2 separate regions of the Hordeum vulgare genome follow, and region 1 is linked to region 2. Evidence: chromatin contacts called from public Hi-C data. All regions are on one chromosome and are shown on one strand. Each heading gives the region's core, a stretch centred on a gene start, on an enhancer-like site or on the middle of the called end of the contact. The rest is flanking DNA. Distances are from core to core; before and after follow the strand shown.

Region 1 (2,745 bases), core at 78-2,577, 150 kb before region 2:
TTCGATTCCCTGGATGCGCATTTTTTTTTCTCGTTTTTTTTCCATTGCTCCTTTGTATATAATCAAAAACAAAATTAACCTATGTGTGCGCCAACCAGCTTGGTTTGAATATGTGCTTAGAATTATTTAGTTGCAACAACATGAATATTTCTCGGTTCTTTTTTTAAAAGTTAATATTTCTCGGTTCTTTTTTTAAAAGTTAATATTTCTCGGTTCTATGCACTAATTTAACTTACGATGATAACTTCTTTAGGTGTTATGATTGACGAATCATGGCGAAATCAGAAGAAGAAGAAAATGTGTGTTTTCCCAACTGATCTCGACTTTGCCTAAGCAGCTTGCGTGAAACTGAAAGATTTTTTATTTTATTTTTTTTGCGGGGATTGCCTGAAAGATCCTAACTAATGAATGTTTGCGTGCTGGATGTGACAGGATATATGCAGGTTTCCACTAGTGCAATTACAGGTGAAAAACAGGATTCCACTTGATGATAAAATTACAGAGACGATGACTTCACAGCCGAAACACTTGTGCAGTTTGGACATCTAGGTACAGCCTGACTGACATACATCAGCACTCGCCATATCGACCAGCTTCACCATTTCCAGAAGACGTTGGACCCGCACTTGAACTTCTCCTTCCCCTCGCACTCGATCTCGAGGTCGTCGGTGATGAACGGGACTTTCTGCAGCCACGCAAGAAGGCACCCATGCATGATCGTCAGCCAGAGCCTAACTAAGAGCTCGTCCGAGCCGGCCATGGAGAGAAATGGATGTTGAGAGTTACCTTCTGCTTGGCGAGGTCCTGGCAGCCGGTGAAGTTGTAGGGGAACTTGCAGCTGCCGAACTGGACGGTGTAGGCGCGCGCGAAGTTGGCGCCGCTCGTCGCCGCCCTCTTCTTGTCGTTCAGCTCCTGATCATCGCCGCCGCAAGAACCATAAAAAAAACTCCGGTGAGAGAACGAGCACGGGCGATCGATCCACTTATACAGGGAAGGAGGAGAGAAGGAAGCGGACCTTGTTGAGCTTGCTCTTCTCGAGGTACTCGTCGAAGACGCTTGCCCTGGCGGAGGCGGCGGAGGCGGCGGTGGCGGCGAAGACGGCCGCCAGGCCGAGAAGCGCCGACCGCCGGTCCTTGGCCGGGGCGACCTGCACGCGCTTTGCCGCCGCGGGCGAGGCCGACTGCGGCACCGCCGCGGCGGGCTTGAGGCCGACAACGCTGGTGTTCACGCCGGCCATGATCCTCCCGAGGTCTTCTTGGAATAATCTGGTGTGTGCGCGCGCGTGTGTGGTGGCCTCGGGGGATGGGGGGTGATGGTTTTGTTTTTGATCGTGGAGGATGCTGTGGAGGGAAACTGGGGTTTGCGGTGGGCGTGTGGATAGGGTGAGGCTTGCTTCGTTTCCATTGGCTGGCCTCGGCGCCACGGTGGCTCCCATTATCCGAATGGGATGGGGCCCATGCGACACGTGCCGGGATCTTCTTGGCCTTGGCCTGACTGCATCACTAGATTTTCAACGCTTGAGCTCTCACGAAACAGCTCATTTGATTTTTTTTATTTTATTTTTTTTGAAAAAGAGGAACTTAGACCCCGGCTTCCGCATCAATCGATGCATGCAGCCATCAACAACTCATTTGATCTGCGTACCATAGTAGCTCTATTCGAAATTACATGGCGTTTTTAAAGGTCTGTAGTGATACTTGGTGTCTCCGACCACTAATTAGAATTTTTAGATTAATTTGAACCATAGGACAGTTGTGCCCCTTTAAGTAATACTACCTCTGTTCCCTGATATCAGGTGTATAGGTTTTTTTTTTTAAATCCGAAATATAAAGTGTATTGCATTGCGGCACTCGTTTGGATATTGGTTTTAGAAATTACATGGCGTTTCTAAAGGTTTGTAGTGAAACTTCATATCTCCGACCACTAATTAGAATTTTTAGATAAATTTGAACCATAGGACAGTGGTCCCCTTTATATTAAGTAATATAATAAAGGATCCCTTTTTGAAAAAATAGGCCAGTTGTGCACTGGATTTTAGAGTACAGACGTATAATAGACGTAATCAAGGTCTGAAACACAACAAAGCGCATCTGGTGTAGTGGTATCATAGTACCCTCCCACGGTACTGACCAGGGTTCGATTCCCTGGATGCGCAATTTTTCCTGACATATTTTTTGTTTTTCCATTCTTATTGAATGACAAAAGTTAATCTCCTTGTGCTAACCTAAACTTGGAATTCTAATTGTATGTTTTATCAGTGAAGATCAAATCTGCTGGCAATCTATCCAATCATCTGTTTTGTCCTGATAATGGCGAGCCATGTCACCCCATTAAAAGTGATGAAACCAGGGGCATTCATGAGCAGGTTAGCTTGCTGGTAAGTAATTTATCGATCAGACATAACAACAATTAGGGCTCCAAGAGGAAATGTATCCATTATCATAATCCTTACTTCACATTTCACGCGATACAATGCAGTAGCTTCCTGATAAGCTACAGCATGATAAAATTTATAGCCATCAGACATCTGCTTTACCACTCTGCTACAATCAGACATCCGCTTTTCCTTGCCCTTTATGAAGACTGCAGAATACAGAATGGTCGACGAACTGCACACTGATTGCAAGCACAGATGATCGGTGATCACAACCATGGAGGGAACACATCTTTCAGCACCACAGTCAAACATCACCTGCAAGCACGAATGCTGTAAATCGGAATCACAAGAGGCAAACCAAGTGCGTC
Region 2 (3,195 bases), core at 513-3,012:
AACAACATGATCATTCATATTATTAGTCATTTCATGAAGTAACTCACTTTGGGATTTAGAAATTTGTTCTAGTTGGGTTTGAACCATAGAAGCATGTTTTCCTACACCTCTTACATCATTGATGATTCTAAATAACAAGTCGCTTAAGCGAGCAATCATATGAGAGTTTTGTTTCAATTGTTTCATGACATAGGAATTGAAATGATCTTGATTTATAATATAATTATCAATAATTATCAAACTCATATAAGCATTGACTAGGATGTTTATTGTAAGTGATGTCATCTTCATCAAACTTTTAAAGATAATTTACCTCCACGACCTGTGGTGGTGTTTGGAGACCATGTATTTCTTCGATAGGTGATAATTCTTAACATCTTCAGCTTTAATGATTTTTTCCTTCATACATTTCTTCGCCTCTTGCATAGTTTCATGACTAAGGAAAAATACACCTCTCTTCTTTGGGGTAGGCTTAGGTGGTGGTTCAGGAAGTGTCCATTCATCACAATTCTTCGATATATTAATCAATAATTTCCCAACTTGTTCGACAGTTCGTTCCCTCAAAACACAACCAACACAACTATTTCATTTTTTCTTAAGAGGATGATCAGGCAAAGCATTAAGTAATTGGAGAAGCCTCCTCCAAGCTTGTGGGAGACCCTCTTCTTCAATTTGCACAAAGTTAAATATTTTCTGTAAGACACCTTGTTGCTTATCAGAAGGAAAATATTTTTCAGCGGAATAGTAGATCATATCCCGGGGACTACGCATACAACCAGGAGAAAGAGTATTGTACCAAATCTTAGCATTACCATTTAATGAGAACGAAAATAATTTAAGCATATAGTAGTAGCGATTTTTCTCATCCTTGATAAATAGGATGGCTATATCATTTAGCTTAGTGATATGTGCCACAACAGTTTCATTTTCATAGCCATAAAAAGAATGAGATTCAACCAAAGGAATTATCTCGGGATCGACAGAAAATTCATAATCATTATCGATAACAAAAATAGGTGAAATAACAACCTGATCCAAAATAGTTGGGCCTGCTAATGAACAAATCCAACAGACCTAAAGGCCCACTCGCACTGACTTTCTAGTCTGAAAGCCTACAGGCCAGATCCGGTACATTTTCATAACACGTGGCATGGAGCATTCACATTTTGTTTGAGAGAAAACCCACGTTTCCCGGTGTACTGATTTTTTAAAACTTTTTTTAGGTTCTTTTAAATCATTCCGGTGTACAATAAACAACGATGCGACAAAAAACTGTGGGCCTGCCAACGAACAAATCCAATAGGCTTGAAAGCCCACTCGCACTGATATTAGTAGTACTCAGATCCGAGCGTCCAATGTCAAACTCATCATTGCTCTCAACTCACTCACTGAACAGTGGCCCCCGGAAAACACTGCGCCGGCATTTCCCCATCGCCCACCAGTCGGCAGTAAAGCCTCACGTCACAGCCGTACACGTCGGCTTTAACCGAGACCGCCGCTACACACACAAGCGAGAACTTCTCCATCTCACTAACAAGCGGGCCCAAACCTCGCAGTGCACAGCTGGTCCACTCGTCAGCGACAAGCTCCGCGAACGAGTTCGAACTCGCCGCGTCGCCGTGGCACCGGCGGGGCGTCGTCTCCGCCGGAAATTAAAATCCGCAGAGCAACGAGAGGAGGGAGGAAAGAAAGGAGCACGCGGCGTAAAAAAGCCCAGGCGCTCCCCTCGCCCCCACCCCACGCGTACAAACAGCAGCCAGCTCCACGCGAGCCACCACCCTCCCGCCCCGCCCCGCCCCCAAAACCCTAGCTATCCCCCCGCCGCGGCGCCCGGAACCTCGGGCGGCGCCGGGATCCAGGAATGGCGTCGGCGGACATGTTCCCCAACGTCTCCTTCTCCGACGTCAACGCCGCCGCCTCGCAGGAGGCCGCCGGGAAGGCCGTGTTCGGCCTGGGCCCCGCCTCCGGGGCGGCGCGCCTCAGCCTCGTCAGGCCCGGCGCGGAGCAGGCGTTCCAGATCGACCTCTCCGACGCGCAGGTATGCGCCGCGGTCTCTGTGATTCGGGGAGGAACTGGAGCGGCGGGAGTGGTCCGGGTGCGGCCGGGCTCGAATTCGTGTGGTTTCGAGGGGCGCGTGCCATTGCTGTGGGTCCGGAGGAGTAATGTTTCTGGTTCCGCAGATATTCAAGCTGGGGCAGATGGAGTGGCTCTGCGTGAGCGGCGAGACGGAGGCTAAGGCTGGCGTGGAGGAGGTACTCCTCAGTTGCTTCGTTGGGTTTTAGTTAGCTTTGTGCCTCTGTTGGATGTACGGTGTACCCCGGTTGAAAATGTGTCGAGCTAGGTTCGCCCAGTTTTCTGCTTAAGGATTAGTTATTGCAGGGTGGATCATATCAAGGTAGAGAATCAATTAATTTCCTCTAGAAATGCTCAGTGGTGGTTTGGTGAATTTTGAAAGTACTAGTCCTGTATCATGGCACGGATAATGCAGATTGTATGGCATTTTGTATTTTGTGACACAGTATTTCTGGCACGTTTTATATGAATAGTGACTTAATCAATAGTAGATGAAATTGTAGTATGACCTAAGCATGATTCTTCTAAATGCACTTTAATGTAGCTTCAGTTTTTTATACAAAAAGTAATAAATCTCAACACCTTTTTCTGTTTGCAAAGGACCGTGGTGCTAGCTATTCTGGAATAGAGCCTAATAAAACTCTGAATACTTTGTCTTAGTTTGGTGTAAAGATGGATCCCCTGCCGTGTAACACTTCTCTGTTACCACCCTCTTAACACCTCACTAAATTTCCTTGACGTGGGTTAGTGGTGAAGTTACTATGAATATTTGTTAATCACATTTTCTGGCCCTGTATATTGGAACTTTCTTTTAGTACATATGAAATGCCTTCATGTTAACTCTCAGTTCTTTGAGGCAGAAATTATTTTCAAGAGCAATTAAGGTTGTTCTTAGGACAGAAGCTGAGAGCAAAGCCTTCTCTCTAGCTTTTCAACGATGGAAACAACAAACTATTAGTGGAACAGCTGGTTTGTCCTTTAATTTCTTATTTCAGATAATTTAAGTAGTATATTGTTACATTATCTCAGAGTATTTCTCTTAATGTTGGGTTTTATTAGATCCTCATGCATGCCATCAGCTCCACCTCCAGTATATAAAGAGTCAGTAGTGGCCCTCAAATA

The links. Hi-C and Micro-C count contacts between places; a contact is called where the count stands out from the background.
Region 1: a Hi-C map of seedling shows a contact between it and region 2, with 2.6 times the contacts expected there. The contact joins the promoter of LOC123424775 here to the promoter of LOC123424773 in region 2. A contact is called at or near these places in 2 of 6 Hi-C or Micro-C datasets (leaf and seedling).

The regions. Positions count from the first base shown.
Region 1 is chr2H:45,009,980-45,012,724 of MorexV3_pseudomolecules_assembly, reverse strand. LOC123424775 (photosystem I reaction center subunit N, chloroplastic) reads right to left here and starts at 1,327. Exons shown (of 3, transcript XM_045108465.1): 1 at 1,016-1,327; 2 at 787-912; 3 at 427-685. The coding sequence starts at 1,237. The coding sequence ends at 596. It overlaps LOC123424774 (60S ribosome subunit biogenesis protein NIP7 homolog), which reads right to left. Exons shown (of 2, transcript XM_045108464.1): 2 at 2,410-2,707. It overlaps TRNAG-CCC (a tRNA gene), which reads left to right and starts at 2,085; the gene lies at 2,085-2,155. TRNAG-CCC (a tRNA gene) reads left to right here; the gene lies at 1-20.
Region 2 is chr2H:44,861,347-44,864,541 of MorexV3_pseudomolecules_assembly, reverse strand. It overlaps LOC123424773 (probable histone-arginine methyltransferase CARM1), which reads left to right and starts at 1,762. Exons shown (of 15, transcript XM_045108462.1): 1 at 1,762-2,038; 2 at 2,181-2,252; 3 at 2,934-3,042. The coding sequence starts at 1,862.